Linked DNA regions of Mus musculus: regions 1 and 3 are each linked to region 2. Evidence: chromatin contacts called from public Hi-C data. All regions are on one chromosome and are shown on one strand. The core of a region is the stretch at or near the end of the contact, and the rest is flanking DNA. Distances in the headings are between cores, read along the strand shown. Region 1 has its middle 8.2 kb from the start of Gm29683. Region 2 has its middle 38 kb from the start of Gm35894. Region 3 has its middle 12 kb from the start of Gm36011.

Region 1 (4,880 bases), core at 1,553-4,052, 280 kb before region 2:
CAGCCTTGGTACAAAGTAGCTCTGAGTTACTGATACAGACAGCAGAGAGCAACTAGCAGCTCTTTGCAATGAAAAGAAAAACAAGTACACAGCTACCAGTCCTGCAGTCCAGAGCAGAGCGGAGAGCAAACCAAACCTGTCTGTGTTCTAGCTCAGTGCCTTTTCCTGGATGGTGGGATGCACAAAGCCAAGGAAATTCCGAGTCACTTTATCCTTTCGGCTCTAGTCAGTCACCAAAGGATTCAGAGAACAGGCCCTCAGTGAAACCACGTAAGGAACAAAATGGATTTTTATGTCTAGGAGCACTACCACTGGGTCAGAGAATTTCTGCCTGGCCAGAGGAACTTAGTGGGTCCAGGTGGTGTTGGTAAAGAAGAGAGACAGCCGATGAAGAGAGAGGACAAAAACAAACAAACTGGAATACAACAGGAAATTCTTAAAAGTGGTTCTCTGTTTTACACACACACACACACACACACACGAGGGGGGATGGATTTTATTAAACAAATAAGCTAACAACCGAACATTTCTACTTCCATCACAGGCTAAGAGGCATTGGAATCTTGGACCTCGGACTGTCTTTACTACCTTGTTCATTCTCTCCCTCTCCCCTCCCTTTCTTCTCTGCGTTGTCACAAAACCCCAGAAGTTCCTGATGGGGAGGCAGTGACTCCTTATTGGAGGCGAGGAGGTCGTGTTTCCAAGTAGAGACATCAGCAAACCGCAATCTTAGTGACACTGACAGCGCAAAATTATGTTTAATGTTGGAAGGGGGAAAGGGGAAATATAAAATTAGCGCAGAGAAAATGTTTCCCAGACCTTCTAGCAATTAGGGCAGAAGTTTTTTTCATGGTCATATCAGTGGGGAGCCTACTGGAGCAGGGAGCCGTGACCTGCCAGGCTTGTGCCCTAGGTCTAAGCAAACGACCCACCTGTCACGGAGTCTTCACTTCCTGGGAAGAAAAGTGACACTTCTGAAGGCTATTAGGGGCACTCCACTCTGCCCAGACACTTCACCGGGTTCTGAACCTTTTTGGAAAGAAAGGGATATTCTAAACACCCCATGCTGGAGGAGGTGATAGTTTGGCTATCATTGGCTGGTGAAGGGGACAGAGGTGGAGATGGACTTTTTGTCCTAGACCCCACCCCTACAAGCGGGGGTGGGGGATGGGGGGAGCTGAGACCATGCTGAGGGGAAAGGTTTTAAAAATATATCAGCACCCCTCTTTCCAGAACTCTCTCTCTGCCTTTGCAGCCACTTATGGGCTATGGAGACCCCATAGGCTCCCCTCTTTGTCTTCTGGGCTAGATATTCACTCCTTTATTCTCACGAAGCAGGGAGGCCAAAAAAGAGTACCAATAGCCTAAGGGACTGCCCCAGAGACAGGCAGGGACATAAATGGTGACACTTTGACAGAAGCAGCAGTTTCTGCTCCATGTAAATGATTACTAATGAAATAGTGGGGTTTGTTTTGTTTTATTTTGTTTGAGAGAGAGATAGAGAGAAAGAAAGAAACAAGAGAGACCCCCCCCCTGCACTGGCTGTAAAGAATAAAATTTGCCTTTGTTGGGAAAACAGTGTACTTTGGTAGATATTAAGCCGTTTTCCTTCTTGGGTGTAAGGCTACAGGAGAAGAAAAAGAAAGTAATGAGTGAAAAAGTCACTTGTAAATAATACAATTAAAAAGTAAATTTATTAACAAAATCCTAAAACAAAGCTAAAAACAGGAGACAAGAAACTGTTGGGAAGGCAAGGAGGAAGTAGAAAAAAAAATCTGTGAGTATCACTGAAGAATTCAAAGGATAAACTGGAGGCAAGAGCAACTGCCATTCCTTCTGACATTCCTAACTAGCCTGCTTTCTTGTTAAAAGGAGGGGAGCAGCTAGCCCTGAAGGTTGTAGTTTTATACTTGTATTTTAGCAACAAGTATCAAAAGATCTAAACTAATTGATTGCCGAGTTCCTTGGCCCTCCTCCAAACAGCAATATAGATTTAATTGTATGTTGCTTAAAACTCCATTTCTTGAACAGTGTGAAACATGTAATAAAAGCCATACGCCGTATCGAAGATTTTCCCCCTCTGCAAAAGCATAAATACTCAACTGACACTTGGAAGGAAAAAACATAGCTAATACCCCTAATGGGTTAAATTGGGGGGGGGGAGATCTGAAAGGGGTAGCTACATAATAAAATTTAAACTGTTAATCCATTTTAACTCATTCAAAATAACCTGCGGTTGTGGGTGGTGTTTTACTCCGGAGGGGTCATGGCGAGGAGACCCCACACCATACACCTGACTTGTTCTGAAGCGTTCCATCAAAACCGCATTCCACTTAAGGAAAGTTCTGCCCTTTCTCGAACAGGACTAGAACAAATTTGAAAGTTGTATCCCAACTACGGGGCCAGGAGTTCTCTGGCCAAGAGCCGTGGGAAGGCATTCAGCCGCTCTTGCTCTCCTCCGGCTTCAGTCTCCATGCAGACGTTGCCGTTGCCGAGAGCTCTTTAACAGCGCTGCGACAGCCTCCTTCTGCCCCTCCCGGACAGGCCCTATTCGCCCCATTGTCCTCTGTTATCCGTGACCCATAGTGGCTGTCCCAGTCTAAAGCCAACCCAGGTGCCTCCTCCGGCAACAGCTTCACGAAGAAGGGAAGAGCCCCGGCGCCACGCCTGCGATTTGGTCCGGGATCAAGCGCTGCAGCCAAGTTCCTGGCCGCCAGAAAGCAGGAGGCTCCGCGCATCGCGGGCCATGCCCTGTCGCGGCCACGAGGGCTGGCTGCAGGCGGAGAGCTGTAAAAATCCACGTGAGCCGCCCCTCCTCCTGCTGCCCGCAGCGGCCCCTGACACTGCAGCATTGAAGCCAGTCCGGAGGTCCCCAAGGTCTCCAAGTGTGACAGTACTCGGCATAGCGGGTAGATGGCACAATTTTCTAACATTTAGAGAGAGGAACCCACGCTGGGAGCAATAAGTCCATTTAAAAGCCCTTTATTTAAGAGGAACAAAGATAACTGACAAGCGGAGTACAGAGACATCTCAATGAAATTTCCAAAGAAGAAAGAGAATTCAGAAGCCAACGCAAATGCGAACTGGGCTTGATGGAACAGGCCAGCACTAACCCCTCCTCGGAAAAAAGGGGGTGGGGGAGGAAGAGAAAAGACAAAAAGAAAAGAAAAGAAAAAGAATAAAAATATAGTAGTTCATGGGACCGTGGGTGTTAAAGATCACAACCCAAACCAATTTCTGAAAATCCATGGTCCAGAGAACTTTAAATGACCAGGTGGACAAGGCAGGGTCAGGTTGTGAGGAACAGGATCAGGTTAGAGGAAAAGGTCTAGAAGTTTTGCCCCACTCTTGAAGGCTACCTCTGGTTGGTCTTAGTGGGATTAAGGAGTGTGAGGTAAGGTGGATAGACATACTCGCCTCTCCGGAGGCCTGAAGACCAGAGGCATCTGTCCTAGAGCTGTGCCCTAACTCAGTCAGACAGCATCCCAGGCCTTGAGAATCTAGTCAAAGCCAGAACATTTAAGCTACACAATTGCAGACTCAGGAGCAATCGCTATCTCTGCCAAACCAAGAAGGATGCTGGAGCACTCAGTGATGTCACACTTCATTCTGCCCTTAGAACCTTTGCTCCCCACCTGTAAATCTGTAGGCCAGGTACCTACACACTCTCCAAGAGAGGAAGATCCAAGGCCTTTGACAGAGGAGGAGGGATTTAGACACCAGGAGATGGATGAGACCTCCCCTCTGGTCCTCCTGGGTCTGAGTTGGCCCCGACGACCCTGACCTGCCTGCCTAGCTTTGGGAAGGGACACAGCGGCTAACGCCCGCAGGGGGTCAAATGATTGTATTTGGGTGGGTGCTCGCCGACGTATTTGCTGAGTAAACCTCCCTCGCTGTGCTGAAGGCGAATCCCCGTTGATAAATCCATCATTACCGTTTGGATTCAGGGAGGCAGCCGCGCCACTAAATTCATCTTACATTTGTAGCGCTTTAATAGACATTTATTAAATGCTTTTAGAGAGAGGCATGGGGCGCGTGATTACATCCTAGTTATAGACAGAACATAAAGACCCACGTTAACACCCATTTGCAGGAAGGAAGGAAGAGGTGGGGAGGGGGGTGGTAAGGCAGAGGGATGAAGCGTGGAGAGATGGGGAGGGCGGGGGCCATCGAGCCTGGGCGTTATTAACAAGGCTTGCCTGACGAAGCTAGGCGCAAGGCGAGAGCCACGGGAAGTCTCAGGCTGTAGAGGGAAGCATCCGCCCCACTAGCAGGTCGGGGTTTCCCTTTCCTTGTCCCCATCAATTCCCGCATGGGGGTCTCCTATTCTCTCTGCCAGAGCACAAGGGATGCCCACGCTGCCTCCGACCCTCTCTTCACTTTCTATCAGATCTCTCCAGCTAAACTAGGAAGAAATAGGAGGGACTTACCGAACTTCAGAGGCCTAAGACCCTGTTTAGGACACCCTTTGCCTCACATCTCCCAATAAAATAAGTACAGAGCTAGGCCAGGCCTTTTGCAGTATAAGCAGATGTTTCTACCATCCAGCAGGGTATCCCCGCAGGCTTAGAGGGCTCTTAGACCTGGCAAGTTGGAAGGCAGGATTCCTTCTCTGTCCATCACCAAAACGAACTCTGGATACCCTCTATAAGCCTCGGACTCTCTTAACTGAGAGTTCTCTTAACTGAGAACTTGTCCTGGGCTAGCCCCCCCCCCCACACACACACTTCCACTCAGAATGCTGAGCCTGAAGGGGTGCCCAAGACATTATAGGGCCTAACGCTTTCTAGAGAGCCCTGTCCCTAACAGCTCAGTGCCTCTACTCCGACAGCCTTGTGATGGCTCTCAGCTTGTTCTCACTCCCTGGGGACACGCTGCCG
Region 2 (4,391 bases), core at 73-2,572:
GTAATGAACTCACTTTAACTTTATTATCTCTAAATGGAACCTAGCCAAGTGGTATTCTGAGGGACTGGAGGCTCTGCACTCTCAGCTAGGAATTTTGTGGAGACAAGAGTCAACTCATTAGCAACTGCTAATTTAAAATCTCCCATAAAGAGTTAACAATCTAGGGCTACAGAGATGACTTAGTCAGTAAGCGGTTCAGTTCAATCTGACTTCTATCCCCAGAACCTCTGAGTAAAAGCAAGACATGGAGTGTATGTAACCGTAATCCTCCAGTGCTAGAGAGGTGGAGATGGTTGGATGCCTGAGGGTTCTTGGACTCATGCACAATGGTTGGACTCACGAATAATTGTGAGCTCCAAGCCATTGAGAAAACCTTTCTCAAAACTGGAGACTGACCTCCACAGTTATGCACCCACACACATAGGAAAACTTGAATACACACACAAGCACACACACACACACACACACACACACACACACACCAAGACAATAATCCAATTACATTGTAAAGAAGGAGTCATTTTAGAATGTTTTGTGTAAAGATATTTGTGGAGATGTTACAGTTTGGAAATATGGATCACAGACCTTATGGTGCCCTAGACAGTGTATTAGAATAGTTTGTCTCAGCCCAGGGGTAGTGAAGCATGCCTTTAAGTCCAGAACTCCAAAAGCAGAAGCAATAGGACCTCTGTGATTTTGAGACCAGCTTGGTCTGCAAAGCTAGTTCAGGAGTAGGCTTTGTTCCATAGAAGAATTCTGTCTTGAAAGAAAAAAATAAGAAGAAAAAAAAGGAAAGAAAGAAAGAAAGAAAGAAAAGAAGAGAAAAAGGAAAAGAAAAAGAAAAAGAAAAAGAAGAAAAGAAAATGAAAATGAAAAAGAAGCAGAAAGAGAAAGAGAAAAAGAAAAAAGAAAAGAAAAAGAAAGAGAAATACCCTGCCTTGTTAGTCTCATAATAATATCAAAGACCTTTTTAGACCTTCTTAAGGAAATCACCTGGACTCCAAGTAAGCTCATTTTTCTTTTGAACAGCTCACCCTACTTGGCTAACCTTTTACCTCCCTGACCCCCTCAGTATCTCCTGGAGTAAATCAGGGGCATACTTCAGGTGACAAAAATTAGGTGAAAAGAAGCAAAAATATTTACACTTTCTAAAAGCAGAAATCAATTTGTCCGAGGCCTGGCCTTGATTGGAGGTATGTCTGCTTCACTGGTTAGAGCACGAAAGGGATTATGGGATTCTGCGTTTGTTGATCTTCACGTGGGTTGTATTCAGGAATTAAGCAGGCTGGAGGTGGGTCTTAGAAAGCCCAGGGATCACCCAGGCTGGGAGCTGAGCCAGGTGAGGGCTTGGCAGGTTCCCCAGTGTAAGAAGAAGCTAGAGAGCTGCTGTCTGCCTGCTTCAAGTAGGAAATTTAAATATCTGTTTGTCTGCCTGGAACGAATAACAGATAGGGAGCTGGCTTCCAGCTCATACACTGCCACTAACCTTTCCAAGTCACTTTAGGCACCTTTCTTTAATCTTCTCGCCTGCGGTTTTGGCTGCAGACTCAAGGGTATTCACCAGGGTGCAGGGCAAAGTCCCCTACAACAATAAAATCTTTGGAGGGCGATTGTTCCAAATATTAAACGTGACTTCCCTGTGGTTAACGACCCTAGGACAGCTGTGGTTCTTTGCTGAGGCCCCGAGATGTTAACTATCTCTGTTCGTCGGGTTGGGGGGCAGGGAAGTGTCCTTGCTACTAAACCAGGAGGAGGAGAGTTCTCCAAGATGCCTACGGCTGACCTTCTGACCCGGCTAGGCAGCTGCTCTCCCCGCCCCCACCCTGCCCTTCCAGTCTCCACTGCTGGAATTTTCATCAGCTTTGCAGTAGACTGCCTGAACAGCCAGGGCTTTTGGACTATGAACTCGCAAGTTGGGGAGCAAATGCCAGGGCACCCAGGGCTTGCCTCTTCTGGGCACTTTTCACTGACTCTTCAGTCAAGGAGTGAGAGAGAAGTGGAGGTCTGGGCTGTTTAACAGTGGCGTCTTTATCTGCTTCACCCACCGCTGACCAGGGCAGCTCTAGAGTTATCAGAGTGTCATTAACAGGGACAGCTGCTGGTAAACAGAAGGATGTGGACACCGGCTCTCCAGTCAACAGGAATTTAACTCTAATCTGCTCCTTACTTAAAGAAACACCGCTCTCCTCTCTGTGCAGGGCCAGCGTGTGTTTATCTCCTTTAACTTTCAGATAGAAGACTGGCATGGGCTCAGGAAACCCCCGCCGGCTACAAAATTAATAAGGTGTTAGGGACATGCACCTTAGGTCGATTGGAGGAGACGCTTGCCCCAGAGAAGGGTGCGGGGGGGGGGGGGGGAGGAGATCTCACCCAGGAGTTGTCTGCCTAGCTGGAAACCGATCCTACATATTTATAAAGGTAAACTTGGCTCGCGGCCAAACGCCTGCATTTAAGTGATTAACAAATGCGTCTCTTTAAGCGGACACCTCTTGTTCTAAATATATTTGACAAGAATGCGAAGAGTCATCTGGTGGGCAGAGAGGGAGCAGCTCCGGCCTTCTCTGGCTAGGCTGGCAAGCCCGCCCGGGCCGTGCTCCTGCACGCTCAGTGCCAGCCGAGTTCACGTCGCTGGTGGGCAGGCTGCCAGAGCCAGCGGCTCCCCACTGTTTAACGACAACGGATTTACGGCTTCCCTCCATATTGGTGTTATTTTGTATAAACAAGGTTAACACTCCTTTTAAATTAAATGCACCACCTGGTGACTGAATGGCTGACCTTGCCAGCTTCACCTGCCCTGCCCTAGATCGGGTTCTAGCTCTTCTGTCTACCTGTAGCTCCTTGGAATCGACCCTGCTTCCCTTTTAAAGAGACGGAGCTCCTGGGGGCAGGGGAGACTGGCAGGCCACTAGCCCTGGGTCCCGGACCTGATGGGATCAGAAGGGTCTGGAAGTATGACATGCACCCCAAATCCTTCTAAGTCCCAGATCAGACTGTGACCGGTTGACTCTGTGCCCGCAGAGTCCGGAGGAAGGTCCTTCAGAGCTCTGAGGCGGGCCCCCAAAGAGAGCTCTCCAGAGGAGGTCGTGTGGTGAAAGAGATCTTTGTGTTGTTGCACTGAGGCAGTAGTACTGATCTTGTACAGGGCTCTCAGCCTCTTCCCCACCCTCTAGGAATGTGAACACCTGGAAAAATTCTCCTGGCTTTACTTGGAAGAAATTTAATGGTGTAAACAAACGCAGCAGGAAGTCCCCTTTGATACAGAAGGCAGTGGGATGGCATGCTGAGCCAAGGGGGCTCTGCCTGCCAAGGTCCATTCTGAAAACATTTCAAGAATAGCTTGGAGTTGTCTAGGAAAATTTAGGTGGACTGCTTGGCAGTAGAAATCTCTAGAAACTCCATCTAGTAACTTCCAGCAAAACACACTTGAGTTACTCATTTAATTGGCAGCATGGCGGCCACCTTGCCTTGACTTTTATTTTTTTTTAAATTTGCCAGTGTCACAATAGGGCAAAATTACCCCCGTGGTCTTTGCTATGCCATGTAGCATGAGGTATTCTAGACAAGCTGTCAGCCCTATTGCTAGGCAAACATGGAAGTGGGACCTGGAGAGGGACTTGACCTCCTCAAGGGTTTAGTCCCCAGGCCCTGAAGTCCACCCATCAGGCAGGCCGTTCCTCTGTGGAAGTCTGTGGGCCAACTGTGCAGCAGGCTAGCAATTCTAGTTCCTCTGGAGCCCAGAGGCAGGAGGATCAGGACTTAGAAAACCAACTTTTATTACACTAAGTTAGAGCTCAGTCTGTACACAAAGAGACTGAAACTGTCTAAAAAAGAAAGAAAGAAAAGAAAGAAAGAAAGAAAGAAAGAAAGAAAGAAAGAAAGCCAACCAAATAGGCACCAGGAATCTGTCTTTCATAGCAGCTTACACTGGTATGAGAATGTCTTTATAAAGAAGCAGCATAAATAATTCTAGCAAGTGATATAGCCTTTTAAAAAATTAAATTGATTTAGTGTGAGTTTGTGTGTGTGAGAGTGTGTATGTGTGTGCGTGTGGGTGAGTGAGCTGCTGTGTAAATATGTGGAGACCAGAGGCAACTTATTGGAGTCTGTTCTTTCAGTCTGCCCTGTGGGTGTGGTGCCAGTGGATACCTGCTCTGCTTACCCGACTTGGTGACAAGCGTCTTTAGCAGCCGAGTCAGCTCACTGACCCACAGTGATAGAGTTTTAATTGATAAGAGCCCTAACCATTTTACATTCATTTTAATAAATTAGTTAAAACATCTCAGTGCTTAGGGAAAAATGTTTTATCTCTCCTCAAATTTCCCTAAGGGGTATATCTTGTTGTAAGAGGTCTCCCAAATATTCTAACACTGGTAAGCTCCACTGTCCATGTG
Region 3 (4,754 bases), core at 1,567-4,066, 500 kb after region 2:
GTTTTGCTTTAAAGTATTAACTACATGCATTTTCTTTGTTGTATACAGTGGTAAGTCTTTTCCATTAAAAGAATCTGAGATGTTGAATTCTGCATATGCTGAGACAGACACATACCTCCTAGTCTGTGAACACTCTCACTCTTTTCAAAATGCCAAGTGCCTTCTATTCCTGTTAGAAGATGAAATGCAGGAAATAACTTGGAAATAACCTGTACATCAACACCAGGTCTAAATTCACTGCTCTTCACCTGTGGCTAAGATAGGTATAAAGGCACAGGAAAGAATGTGAAGCACCTTGAGGGTATCTTTGTTATATGGAAGATGAAGATAAGATGAAAATGATAGACTAGCAAGGCACAGCCAAGGAGATCAGGAGGCTGAATGTATGGCGTGAGCAGGATGCTCTTTCAGGAAAATACCCTGGTCTCACACTCCTGTTTTCCAGGGCCTAAACTCAGAAAGGATACTAGGAACTTATGATTTTAATTAAAGGCAAAGTTGAAGTCATACCACAGGATTTCGTGTTCTGAATCGAAGTCTAGTGCTTGATCCCTGATTTCTTTGTTTATAACCACATATTCAATAGTGTTGACATATAATCACAGCCAGCAATATGTTTCACAACTCTGGTCTGACAGACTTGCCTCATGGACCTTTATATGCATTCTGAGAAGCTATGCTATCCATTCAAAAAGCCCAGGTGTGGATTTAAACGAATCTTAGCTTATGATTCTTAGGAATGATGGTACCATCACTTCCTGCCCTTTACTGTTCTCAATATTCCTCACCTATGAATATTGCTCACCTATGAATATTGGCCGTCCACCATTTTCCTCATTTTGCCCATACAGCTCCCTTTAGATGCATATCAGTGCACCGTCTCTGTCTTCAAACATATTACTGACTTTTCTGTCATTTCAGGTCTCTGACATCTTTCTATTGCCTCTTTCCATAATTTTCTTTTACATGGTTTCTAATCTACTGTTTCAACCGTGTTTGGGGGGAATTTAAATTTTCACCAAGCAGGACTTGTTTTATGTACAGAATTCTCCTTAATTTACCATATAGTCAATTACTTTATTTTATAATCCATTATTCCTTTTTTTATGGATGTTAGTTCTCCCATTATATGTTTAAACATTTAAAACCATAATTAAAACTTTATGGTTGCCATTTCCAGCTCTTTTGATCCTGTTGTTTTATTTACCTACTTGGAGTGTCTGTCAACTATTTTATAAAACACTAGACTTTGACAAGTTTTACAATTCTGAAAACTTATGGGTAAGTTCATCTTCCGTTTGCTACACCATACAACACTGTGGGGAATTCTTGTTCTTCCCTCTTGAAGATGCCAATTCCCACTTAACTTTTAATTATACTCTTATTTCTGGACATCCATATCCCAACCATAGTCAGAACTTAGAATGGGTGAATTCCTTATGCCCAAAGCTCCATTCTCATTTCTGATACCCAAGTACTCTGTTCCCACCCCAATGTGCGGTCTTGTTTACATATAGTGACATACTTATGACATATAAGTATCCATACTTAGTTTGAGCAAGAACCCATGTTTGATACCAGAATCCTCACCCCAACACATATGTGCACATACATACATACACACACATGTACATATATGCACACAGTCTTTCATTAGCATGTGCTCACCTAACAGCTAACACTTTAGTAGGCTTGTGCCCTGAGAATTCTTTTGACCTCCATGTGCTCTTCTTGCCTGTACCCTTTCTGCACTTACTGATAAAGCACTTGAAAACTCTCCTTCCTTGTATAAATTCCTTCTTTCCAATTCTAATTCACAGTATAATTTTGAACTATTCCAATCATAGATATCACACAAAAATGTTGAACTTCGGGAAAAAAAAGGATCATTCTGACTAAGGGGAAGTGAATTGCAACTGCACTTTAACTATCATCTCCCTGACTTCTCCCCTTGGAACCGCAGGAGGAGGTCATACCATGTTTTAACCCATCTTTCTCAGCCCTTACATTGTGTATTTTGGTGTGGTGACTCCAGGTTATACATACACTATTTGTGTGAGGAAAGGACAAATTCAGTAAATCAATCTGCTTTATATTTTCTTTCCTCTTCTTGCTTTGTAGGTGAAGACACGATGTCTCAACATACTTTGTTCTTGCCAATAAGATGCCGTCCTACATGTAATATCAAAGTGTTGCACCAGATTCACTTCAAGCCTTTTGGGTTTATGTAGGATGATGGCAGAGGAATTCCTGAGTTGACTATTGTATCTTACTAAATTAGTAAGTTACTAAGGGAAGCACACTATAAACAGCTCTATAGCATTGAAATTTACTCTTACTGATGATAGATGATATGTTAGATAGATTTAAGATCAAATAGTTTCCCCTTGTATGTAGAAAGAACTCAAATGGCAGAAAATATTCAAGAAGTCCTGGAGCTGATATTTTGACAATAAAAGAACCTTATTAATTTAGTACATAACTCGACTTTTTATAGCTATGAAAAAAGAAGAGTCTGAGGTCATTATTTCAAATCATGAAAGATTTACTTTAATGCTTGGTTTTGTAGATTCTAATCCATTGTACCTTGTCCCACTTGCCTTGGGTTATGTAGTAAGACATCATGTTATGATGACCATGACATAAGGGGAAACAAACTCACCTCGTGGGAGTCATGAAAGAATGGGTAGGGCTCACCAGATCCTCTTCAAGCACATACCCCAATGACATAATTTCCTTTTATTAGGTTCCACCTGCTACAAATTCCAGACCTAGAAATAACACCACAGACAGCAAACCAAGTCTCTATCTTATTAGCTTTAGAAGAATAAGTAATAAATTAACCACAAAGCAAATATTGATTGAAGAGATACTGTGTCCTAGTCTGTTTTAGCTTGGGTATCTTCAAAGTAAAAACATTAAATGCTAACTTCTGTGTTCTTCCTTAACTCGTGTCATTCCCCAGAATGACAGAATGAGAAGTATGAAATGAAGAGCCTTTTGTAAAATAAAAGATTTTTCCTAAGCCGGCTGATCTATATAGGTTTGTTTAATTTGGGGTATGTAATTATATGGGTCTTTGTTTTAGGACAGTTCCTGCTGGAGGAGGGAGACAAAGCCTTCATTCATTCATTCATTCACTAATTTGCTCTCAATTTCATGTGCACGTGCGCGTGCACACACACACACGCACACACAGAGGATTTGCTACAGAGAGACTATTTTCCCAGCATCCTTAATTGTATTACTTCATCCTTAAGTCTTCAAAGGATTGCTCTCTCTAGCATAGGCTAAGATGAAAATAAGTAACTGAAGGCCCTCTACCAGCTGAGTGAGAAGGAATCTCTTGCTCATATTTATTTCCACAATGTTGGACTTCTCCATTCATAGAAATATGATTCAACATGAAGATCAACAACTGAAATCAACAGGTACTGAGTACCACAACAGCAACATTTCAAAACTGCACAGAAGGTCAAAGTAATATAGATTAGCTACAGCAATACCTGAATGGGATTCATTGTTGTAGAATAACAGTTATCTCCCTCAACAGAGCTCCTCATGCCTGTGGACCATGGGAGTTCCATCACAGAGGATGATATTGAGAAGGGTCACTGGGGCCTCATCTGAGATTCCTACCACCTTCTCCTGGATGTGTTAGCTAGTCATATATGACTATGGTCTTTTTGCAAGTGGCCTTTTAGTCTGTGGATATAATAGAATATGTAGAGAGTGGGAGGTTAACTCAAAGAGGACTCCATCTCTGCATCTATGGGAACATCATTATCCATACCGGAGTGGGACTTTCTGGTGTGGCTGTTAGTTATTCCTGTCAGTCACACCTCACTCATGCTTTGTAACTAAGTCCAATGAGTACATTGATTGTCCAAAGTTAATCTTTGGTAGAATTGAACTTTGCTTTGTCACTGGTGCCTTATAAGAAGGGAGTAGATGTTTCTTTAGATTTTCCCAGAAAAGAGTTCCAGCTACAGTTGTCTGAACCAAGTGTAGAAATATAAAGCAGAAAAGAAAGAATGTTCTAGGGTGAGTGAAAAAAATAGATATAATTACTGGCAAAAGCATTGACCACTTTCAGGAGTTAAAGGGCCCAATCTGACCATAATCCTGTCTGTCTATCTTAGCTTGGGTCCCTCAGAAGTAAGAACATTAGACCCTACTTCTGTGTTCCTCCTTAATTTGTACAATCCTAAGACTGCCAAAATCAGACAAACTACAATGAGAAATGGAAAATGAAAAGGCCACCTGAGAGGGCTTTCTTCTAAGCCATACCAAATCTGTGTGCAGTAAGAAAACATTCTGTACTTGTAAACAGATTCATTCATTTCAGAAAAGAGGTATGCCAAACCTGCTTTGCGGAGACAACTTCTATGAGAGAAAGAAAGCAGTTGTATTTGAGGGAGAGAAAGAATACAGCTCTCTGCCTAACATCCAGTCCCCATCAAATATTCTTATTATACCATAATAACAATAATTAATAAGGATGATGGACAACCATTTGTATTTATAATAAAAGAGTAATTGTTGCTCATTTTCATTTAGTAATGCCACTATTGAATTAATCGTACCCTTGATGAATTACTGAAACACAGTTAGGCTACTGTTGCTGTCTCGTTCCTTGCAGTTGTTTACTTTATCAGGAAATGTCAGAGAACTGTAATGGCAAAATTAAAGAACTAATAAAGAATGGGGAGAAGATTATTTTAATGGTCATTTCTTTAAAGATTATTTTTCTG

Evidence for each region. A called contact is a pair of places that touch in the nucleus more often than the background predicts.
Region 1: a Hi-C map of liver shows a contact between it and region 2, with 3 times the contacts expected there. The contact joins two enhancer-like sites. A contact is called at or near these places in 3 of 484 Hi-C or Micro-C datasets (cardiomyocytes, liver and rod photoreceptor) and 5 of 115 datasets of contacts at active chromatin or transcription factors (craniofacial prominence, embryonic limb bud, fetal liver and 2 more).
Region 3: a contact with region 2 is called in a Hi-C map of liver, with 2.0 times the contacts expected there. The contact joins two enhancer-like sites.

The regions. Positions count from the first base shown.
Region 1 is chr7:70,343,574-70,348,453 of GRCm38.p6, forward strand. No RefSeq gene overlaps it. Among named protein-coding and RNA genes, the nearest start is that of Gm29683, 8.2 kb to the left of the region's middle. Within about 2 kb of position 2,803, at least 70 of the 459 cell types and tissues checked have an H3K27ac peak or open chromatin away from gene starts, as enhancers often do. A contact at or near this core is called in liver, where this site is marked.
Region 2 is chr7:70,622,904-70,627,294 of GRCm38.p6, forward strand. No RefSeq gene overlaps it. Among named protein-coding and RNA genes, the nearest start is that of Gm35894, 38 kb to the left of the region's middle. Within about 2 kb of position 1,323, at least 103 of the 459 cell types and tissues checked have an H3K27ac peak or open chromatin away from gene starts, as enhancers often do. A contact at or near this core is called in liver, where this site is marked.
Region 3 is chr7:71,126,290-71,131,043 of GRCm38.p6, forward strand. No RefSeq gene overlaps it. Among named protein-coding and RNA genes, the nearest start is that of Gm36011, 12 kb to the left of the region's middle. Within about 2 kb of position 2,817, at least 5 of the 459 cell types and tissues checked have an H3K27ac peak or open chromatin away from gene starts, as enhancers often do. A contact at or near this core is called in liver, where this site is marked.